Linked DNA regions of Mus musculus: region 2 is linked to region 1. The links are chromatin contacts, called in public promoter capture Hi-C maps. All regions are on one chromosome and are shown on one strand. The core of a region is the stretch at or near the end of the contact, and the rest is flanking DNA. Distances in the headings are between cores, read along the strand shown. Region 1 holds the start of Las1l (LAS1-like (S. cerevisiae)). Region 2 overlaps Ophn1 (oligophrenin 1).

The links. Promoter capture Hi-C pulls out the DNA fragments that hold promoters and counts their contacts.
Region 2: a promoter capture Hi-C map of liver shows a contact between it and region 1, with 2.9 times the contacts expected there. The contact joins the enhancer-like site here to the promoter of Las1l in region 1. A contact is called at or near these places in 5 of 39 promoter capture datasets (the 3T3-L1 cell line, the C10 cell line, hippocampal neurons and 2 more).

Annotation. Positions count from the first base shown.
Region 1 is chrX:95,955,136-95,959,357 of GRCm38.p6, reverse strand. It overlaps Las1l (LAS1-like (S. cerevisiae)), which reads left to right and starts at 2,384. Exons shown (of 13, transcript NM_152822.3): 1 at 2,384-2,700; 2 at 3,358-3,483; 3 at 4,147-4,216. The coding sequence starts at 2,510.
Region 2 is chrX:98,868,712-98,872,933 of GRCm38.p6, reverse strand. The region is part of intron 2 of Ophn1 (oligophrenin 1); the gene reads left to right. Among named protein-coding and RNA genes, the nearest start is that of Ophn1, 20 kb to the left of the region's middle. Within about 2 kb of position 2,208, at least 17 of the 459 cell types and tissues checked have an H3K27ac peak or open chromatin away from gene starts, as enhancers often do.

The DNA.
Region 1 (4,222 bases), core at 1,135-3,634:
GATATGGAGGCAGAGGAGCGAAGGAGCATGGATGCAGAGAGGCAGAGGCAGAAATGTACAGGCTGAGTGACAGGCAGAGGTTCAGAGGGGTGAAGTGGAAGAGGTAGAGCCCGAGGGGCAGAGAAACAGTAGAGGCAGGCAAGCACTGGCAGAGGGAGAAGCAAAGCGGCAGAGGGGAGACTTAGAGAGGCAGGGGTGAAAAGGCAGAGAGACAGGGTGGAGAGGAGGTGGAGGCAAAGAGGCAGAGGGGAAGCTGCAGGGGTGGGGAGGCAGTGCTATAAGGAGAGAGTTCAAAATGCACAGGCAGGGCGTGGGGAGGGTATAGGGAACTTTCGGGATTGCATTTGAAATGTAAATGAAGAAAATATCTAATAAAAATTGTTTTTGAAAAAAAGAAAAAAAAACAAAGACAAAACCAAACCAAAACAAAAAAGAAATGCACAGGCAGAGGCAGAGATTAAGAGAGGCAGGAACAGCCGTGGGCACCAGCACACACTTGGTACCCAGATATATATGCAAACAAACACTCAGACACATAAACTAAACCTTGATATCAAAAAGAAAATCCAAGAAACACCACAGTAATGCCTTTGTTTAGGAACCATCTGATAAATATGAAACATAGTGGGGATAACTGTTGGGGATAGTGTATTAAACACTGGGGTCTCTTGTTTTTATAGTTCTCATGGTCTTAAGTAGTGTAAACAGGGAGAACACAGCTCCGTATCTGAGAATTTTAAACTGAGACTAGCCTTAGAGTTACACATAACTTAAGAAAACATGTTTTCTTAATTCTTTAGAGTTTTTAATTATATGTATTTGTGTTGGGGTATGTTATATGAATCCAGGTGCCAGATGAAGCCATTGGTGTTTGGTGTCTGTGGCACTGGAGTTAACAGGTGATCTGCACTCCAGTCTTCTGCCATTTGAACAATGGAACCACCTCTGGCTCATTTACCTCCTTTCTTAGCAGTCCCATACGAGGCCACAGGGCTGAGCTTCAGTGTCCTCACTGGTAAATTAATAAAGACAAAACCAACTTCAGTAAAATGACAAAATGCACAGGTCAACTAGAAGAATTATTTTATTTAGGCTATCGTCATAGGGAGAATACTTAAAGAACAACACAATAGATGGCTTTGTAGTGGGAGATAAACATGAAAGTCATTCATGAGTGTTATGGGGAGTCATATGAAAGCAAGGGAAAGAGTATTAACTGAAAGCATTTGCACAGGGATGTGGTAGATAACTGGAGTCTAGACTAATAACCTCAGGAAAGGGGCAGAGACTTGTCCAAGGTCACATTGATAGTGGCAAAGGAAAGGTAAGACTAGAACCCTGATTCTATACTCTCAAGATAATTCTAATTCCAGTCATTCAGGCCTTAAATCACTGTGCAACGGGCATCTATCAGCTTACATATTTCTTAGTAATGCTTTTATTTTAAAAAAGATTTATTTATTTATTTATTTATTTATTTATTTATTTATTTTATGTATATGAGTACACACTGTAGCTGTACATATAGTTGTGAGCCTTCATCTGATTGTTCGGAATTGAATTTAGGACCTGTGCTCGCTCCAGTCAACCTGCTTGCTCCTCTAGACCTCGCTTGCTCCAATCAACTCCGCGAGCTCAGTCCCTGCTCCCCCAGGTCAGCCCTGCTCTCTCAGTCCCTGCTCAGTTCGGCCCAAAGATTTATTTACTATTATTATAAATAAGTACACTGTAGCTGTCTTCAGACGCCCCAGAAGAGGACATCAGATCCCATTACAGATGGTTGTGAGCCACCATGTGGTTGCTGGGATTTGGACTCAGGACCTTCGGAAGAGCAGTCAGTGCTCTTACCGCTATTTAACATATAAGATAGTGGGTTCCGTTATGACATTTTCACGCATGTACTTTGCTCATATTAACTTCCTGCCCCTATTATCATCTTTTACTGGTTCTGACCCTTCTCACACTGTTCTCTTTCCTTCCTCCTAACATGCTGCTATTAATTTACTCAGTACTTGTCAAGAAAGCCGATTTTGTTCTACCAAATCTTAAAGCCAAAAACCAAAAAAAAAAAAAAAAAAAAAAGAACCTTGAAAGCACCCTAAGTACTGTAATCGAGAGCAATTCTTCCGTAGACCGCCAAGGGGCGCAAAGCTTTGTTTTGTTTTGTTTTTGTTTTTCTCCTTAAAGTCCATACACGCTGGGACAGACGACGCTCAACAAGACAGGAAATTATGGGAACCTAGAAGCTGAAAGGACTGTGTTTCTGGGTAGGCGGCTTTGTGAATGAACGCTTCCGGCAGCGAGCGGTGCCAGAATTCCGCACGTCAGACCTGTGTCCCACGTTCCTATTGGCTACAGTCACGTTGAGAGGCGGGCTGACGTCGGGGTCATATTCTCCAATTGGCTAATGGTGTGCCGTTTGGAGCAAGGGCAGTGTGTAGCGCAGCATGCTGCGCACTTCAGTTGAGGTTGGGAATCCGGGCGGAGACCTGCTCTTGGCTCCCAGGGCATGGATCGCGTGTGGCGTGCGTGGGACGGGCAGTCCTTCAAAGAGAACCAGCCTGAGTCGCCGAGTGCCAGGGGTATCGTCGTCTCTTGGCTCAGCAGGGCTGAGTGGGAGCAAGTGACGGTTTATCTGTTCTGCGATGATCACAAGTTGCAGCAGTATGCGCTGAACCGAATTACAGTATGGAGGAGCAGGTAAGGCGGCCGGGTCAACCCTCCTGCCTGGGCGCTGGTGGTGCCTCACTCCTTCCTTGGTCGAATTCCCCTACGGCCACATCTTCTATAGCCTTCCCTGAAATTGCCTTATGGTGCCTCTCTCCTAAGTGCCTGGGGAAAAGTTGCAGCCATGCTCCTGTACTCGTCGAAGGAAAACAGGGCGTACGTTCCAATAATATTTTTGTGTCTGTGAGGTTTAAGTTTTATGTCCAAAATAGAGGGAACCTGAGCCCGGGACTAAAAGAGTAGGTTGATATGTTAGGGTGGCTTTCTGGTTCCAGTTAGGGATTGGACTGTCACCGTTTAGGTTAGATTCAGGATTGAGAAGGCTCAGTTCGTTTGATGGGGGCGGGATATAGAGATTTGGGGTTCCCATACCTAAATAATTTGAGCGGGGAGAAAACGGACTGTGTCCACACAACTGTTGATGTCCTGTTCACCCCAGCCAGCTTCTCAATTCCTTTATTATTGTTGGATCCCGGGGACTTGACCCCGTCTTTTCCACAGGGTTTTGTATCTCCGTGCACTTTTCAGTATGTAGGGGGGGGGTGGGGGGTGTATAGTACAACGACCAAGCTTCTCTGGTAGAGGATAGAACAATGTACTGATTTTTATGATGGTGCTGTGGCCCTTTAGGTTAGGCAACGAACTGCCCCTGGCAGTGGCTTCTACTGCTGACCTGGTAAGATGCAAGCTCATCGATGCAGCCGGTACCTTGGGCACTGATGAACTTAGACTGCTCTATGGCATGGCATTGGTCAGGTAAGACCTGCACAGGGTAAGACTGGGGTGTTGGCTTTGGGAACTGGTAAACATGGATTCGGGTACTACCTGAAACAAAAAGCCACGGATGGGCCTTTGTGGGTGAATCAACCTCTGAGTTTTGTTTTTGTTTTTGTTTTTTTAACGTGGCCATGACTATGTCTTGTTCACAGGTATGTCTTGTCCACACAACCCTCTTTCCCTTTTCCAGAAAGTTTTTTCTCTTCTGTTCTTCCTTCCCTTCTAGAATGTGTAGGAGGTATGAAATTCAGAATATTTCATACATGTTGGGGGGAGGGCTACTACTGAGTTTTCTCATGTGACAAAGCCTTGTTCAATCTGTTTGGATGTCTCTCCCTTTGTCCTCTGTTTCTGTCACTTATCTGTGTTCCCCATATTATTTCATGTAGTCATTTATTCTGACATCTACAGCATATTGTGTTCTACATATGTCATGATTATTCTAGACCAAATTTGCCAAGACCAGAAGTGTCTTATTTGTCTGTGTTGTTTCCCTTAGTAAATGTTGGGGTGGGTAGGGACTATCCCTGCTCTGGCTGACACCAAGCATAAGAATGGGGAAGTCAGTAGAAAGGTACTTCATAAGGAATTTTGAGTAAAACAGTTTTTTGGACTATGCCACTTATGTCTCTCCCAACCCAGGTTTGTGAATCTTATCTCAGAGAGGAAGACAAAATGTTCTAACCTTCCCCTCAAATACCTGGCTCAGGAGGTATGT
Region 2 (4,222 bases), core at 959-3,458, 2.9 Mb before region 1:
AGTCCCTGTTTTATTGATGATGAAATTGAAGACCAGTCATTTGCTCAGAGTTACTCAAGGCAGCAGTCTGGGCTGTAAACCCTAATTGGGATTCTGAGGGCTTTATTATTATTTTTTTCCTTCTAAGTCACCCAGTGTTAGGAGTCAGCTGTCATGCCTTGTTTGAATCTGTGACATCTTTGTCTCTGTCCTGTATACCTTGTTATTGCAGTTGCTTGATTCCCTCAGGTCTCTCTGACCTTCCTTCACTCTCAGTTTTCTGCTCCTTGAGCCCAGTCTCCTCATACCGTCTCCTTATGGAGCTTGCACACTTCCAGCACCCCTATCAGGGTCCTAAGCTTCCCCTTGCTGCAAGACCCTAGGAGCCCCTTTCAGGTACCTTGCCTTACCATGTCTTGGTTTTTCATTTGCTCTCTTAGCCAACCGACAATTTATCTGCTCCACTTCAAACAGTGATTTCAATCAAGTCTTTCAGATCCATCACTGTCACATGACAGGCAGCATCCATTCAAAGAGGTCACAAGTAGCTGCAAGGAGAGAGGGATTTAGAACTATTCCTTTGCCTCCCTCTTACCCATGTGCCTTCAATCAGTTCCTGCTTCCTTGGCAGTAGGGGGATAATTGGCATGGTTTTGTAGCAGTGCCCCATTATAGGGATTTCCACTGCAGTAGGCAGCTTTGTGCTAGCTAGCCTATGCCTGGCACCATTACTGAGGCAATTGTTGCTTTTGGGTCAGGTCTAACAAGTCCGGCAAGATCTGGCTGATTAAAGCATTCAGTTGCCCACTGGGCAAGGCAGCACTTGCTTGGTTGGTCTTCTTTCCAGGGAGAATTTTGAAGTGTGTGTGTGTGTGTGTGTGTGTGTGTGTGTGTGTGTGTCCTTTAAGGAGTTAACTCTTCTTGGTAATGTGTGGACCTCCAGTAGCCTCTGGCTATTCTGGAAATTTCTGATCAGTTGCGTTACACAGGTTTCTCATGACATGCATCTGCGTTTATGAGCCAAGCAAGAGTTAATAACATAATGTTCATTTTTTCCCCTTTTTAATTAACATGTAGTAACTCTATTATGGGCTACAGTGTGATAGTTCACTCCATAGATACAATACACACTGATCAAATAACAGTAAGTTTCATTGTCTTACAATGTTTGATATTTGTAGACACTAAGTTCTTTCTCGAGTTCTTTATAACATATATAATTACATTGTGAACTTTAGTCACCCTAATGTGCTGTAGAACAACACTTATTGCTCTTGTCTATATTTTGGTGCCCATCATTTGATTTCCCTCCATTTTCCTTCCCCTTATCCCCTTTCAGTCTCTAGTACTTAGTATTCTGCCTCCTTCAGTTTGAGGTAAACTTTTGAGGTAAACTTTCACAGATAAACAAGAACCTGCTGTGTTCATTTTCCTGTTCATGACTTATTTCATGCAGTATACTGTCTGTCCTCCAGTTCCATTAATTTTCTCACAAATGATAGTGCTTTGTCTTTTATGCCTGAATCCATTGCATGCAATTTTCTTAATATCCTGGTGTTTAAAGCCAGGCGTGGTGGTTCATGGCTACAGTTCTAGCACCAGAGAGGCTAGAGGATCGCTGCAAGTTGGAGGCCAGTCTGGGCTACATAGTGAGTTCCAGTCCAGCCAACACTATGTAGCAAGACTCTGTCCCCAAACAAGACAAAAATCTAGAAAAAATGTTAATGAAAAATTCTCCCATCCTCCTGGCAAAAAAAAGAGAAATGTACCACTGCTGTCATTAGCTTTGAAATGCTCTGTAAAGTTTTTCTTTGAAGATAATTGGTGGAGGGAAACTCTGTAGTCTTGCATCATTCCTCGTTTGCTCTTTATTGAAAGTTCTAGAACTAAAGGAAGATGGGGTAAAGAGTAGCCATTTTCTTTTCTGGAGGTCTTTTGTCTCTCTTTGTACTAAAGCAGGGGTCAGCATCTTACCCAACACTCATTTTTATAATAATATCTACTTTTTCAAGAACATAATCATAATGCATAAGCCCACCCCTTTGATTTGAGATATTCAATGGTTGGTGTGGCAGATGGCAGAATTAGTTCATTGAATCCGGGAAACAGTAGCACTCACAAGACTGAAATAAACAGAGCAATGTTGATTGGCTGTGGTTGGCTCTGGCAAGGCATCTCATTCCTTGACTGTGTCTGGTGTTGGCTGGGCTTGTGTAGTGAGGTGTGCAAGGAAGTGCTTCTGGAAATAGCCTACTTCCTCATACTTTATGAATGCTTGGTATCCAGATGGCACTCTGAGGTAACTTGCCACTTGAATGGGCAAAGGGTTGTTTTCTTAGTTCCCACCCTGGGGTATAACACAGTGTCAGTTCTCAGTTCTGATCTAGGAGTTTTGCTTTCTCAAATGCCCACTCAAAATCACAATAGTTCAATGGTTCTCTAGTATAAAGTTCTCTTCTCTTCCCTTCCCTTCCCTTCCCTTCCCTTCCCTTCCCTTCTCTTCCCTTCCCTTCCCTTCTCTTCCCTTCTCTTCCCTTCTCTTCCCTTCTCTTCCCTTCTCTTCCCTTCTCTTCCCTTCTCTTCCCCTCCCCTCCCCTCCCCTCCCCTCCCCTCCCCTCCCCTCCCCTCCCCTCCCCTCTCCTCCAGTTTGGACATAGTTTAGTTATGTTGTCTAGGCTCATCTCAAATTTCCAGTCCTCTTGCCTATTATGTTCTATCTTTGGGTATTTTGGATCATTTATGAAGGTCCTTTTGTGTGTATCTATTGCTTTGGAACTTTGAGCTCTGAGATGAACTTTTCAGTTGAGGTGATATAGAAGCAATCTGCAGCTCTGGTCTTAGAAAAAGGCAAGGTGTTGATGTTACACTCTCTCTTTGTCATAAGGTAACAGGGGCTCATTTCTCTCTTTGATAAGTTTGTGAATTTCTTGTTCATTAAAGGGGCCAGAGAGCAGCTCCCTTTATAGTCAACAATGATGTAATATACTAAGCAATGAAGGAGATGGGACAGGAACCACAGAAGTCACCACAGGGCACACTGCCCGGGCAGGCTGTTTGCAACTGGCTAGATAATATTTCACTGAAGCCTGAAGAAAAGGAATGGTGTGAATAACCTTTTAGTTTCTTCGGTTCCTATATATTCTTTGTGTTTGATTGTATGATTTTTATTTCAGTGGCATTATTTTGGGATGATTTGATGAGGATTTTTTTTTCCCTTGAAGTGTGTGGCAACTTATGTGATTTCTGATAACTTTACCAAAATGAAGTGAGCTGGACAAGCTTAGCTTGAGAGAGTAATCACAGGTTCTCCTTTGTAAGCAGGTCAGAGAGAATATAAAACTGACTTGTAGAAGAGGTTCAGAGAGGTGCTTGTGGGTGTGTGGATGGCGGGAGTCTCCCTCAGTTGTTCCCTATCTTTTTTTTTTTGAGACAGTGTTTTTCCTTGAACCGGGAAAGCTTCTGTTTGGAGTTAACCTTTGTTTTGCTGTCTTGAGACAGAGTCTAAGAAATGCCAGGTAGGCCTGGACCTGTCTGAGGGTGAGGATGCAACCTCATATATTTGGCTAGGCTCACTTCCCCTCCCCGCCCCCAGCACTGTGGTTACAGATGTGTGCCACTATGCCGAGGCTTTGCATGGATACTGGGGATGCAAAGTCAGGTTTTCGTGTTTGCATGGTAAGCACTTTATCCACGGGAATGCTTACCTATTCTCTACCACTTTCTTAAAGTCTCAATTTTCTCAACTTCATGGAGACTGTAGTGCCAACTTCAGTCACTGAATATATGTATAAGACAATGTAATTGAAAATAAAACCTTCCCCCACACCATGCATGTCTGCAGTGCTGGGGACCGAATTCAGAGCTGTATACATGCTAAGCAAGTGTTGATCTTTATCATCAGAGTTAAAAATTCTTAATAAACTATTTAAGTACTTACACATATATTTATGGTAGTATTTATGTGATAAACTTAAATGGGTAGTATCGGTAACTTGGCTGGAGTTATGTGTGCATCTTTCTTTGAAAATTCCGGAGTACCTTTTAGGAAGTGACAAGCAAAGGAACACGAGTGTAAATATCATCCTGCCATAGGGCCCTATGAGAAATTGAGGGACAGTAAAGTAGGAGCTGATAAGAGAGCCGTTCTAGGTCACCACATCTGAGCAGCCACATTCTCACACAAGGTATTGGTGTGTCCTCTTCCCTGAGACATGTCCCCCTCCCACCATTTGTAGTGTGCTAG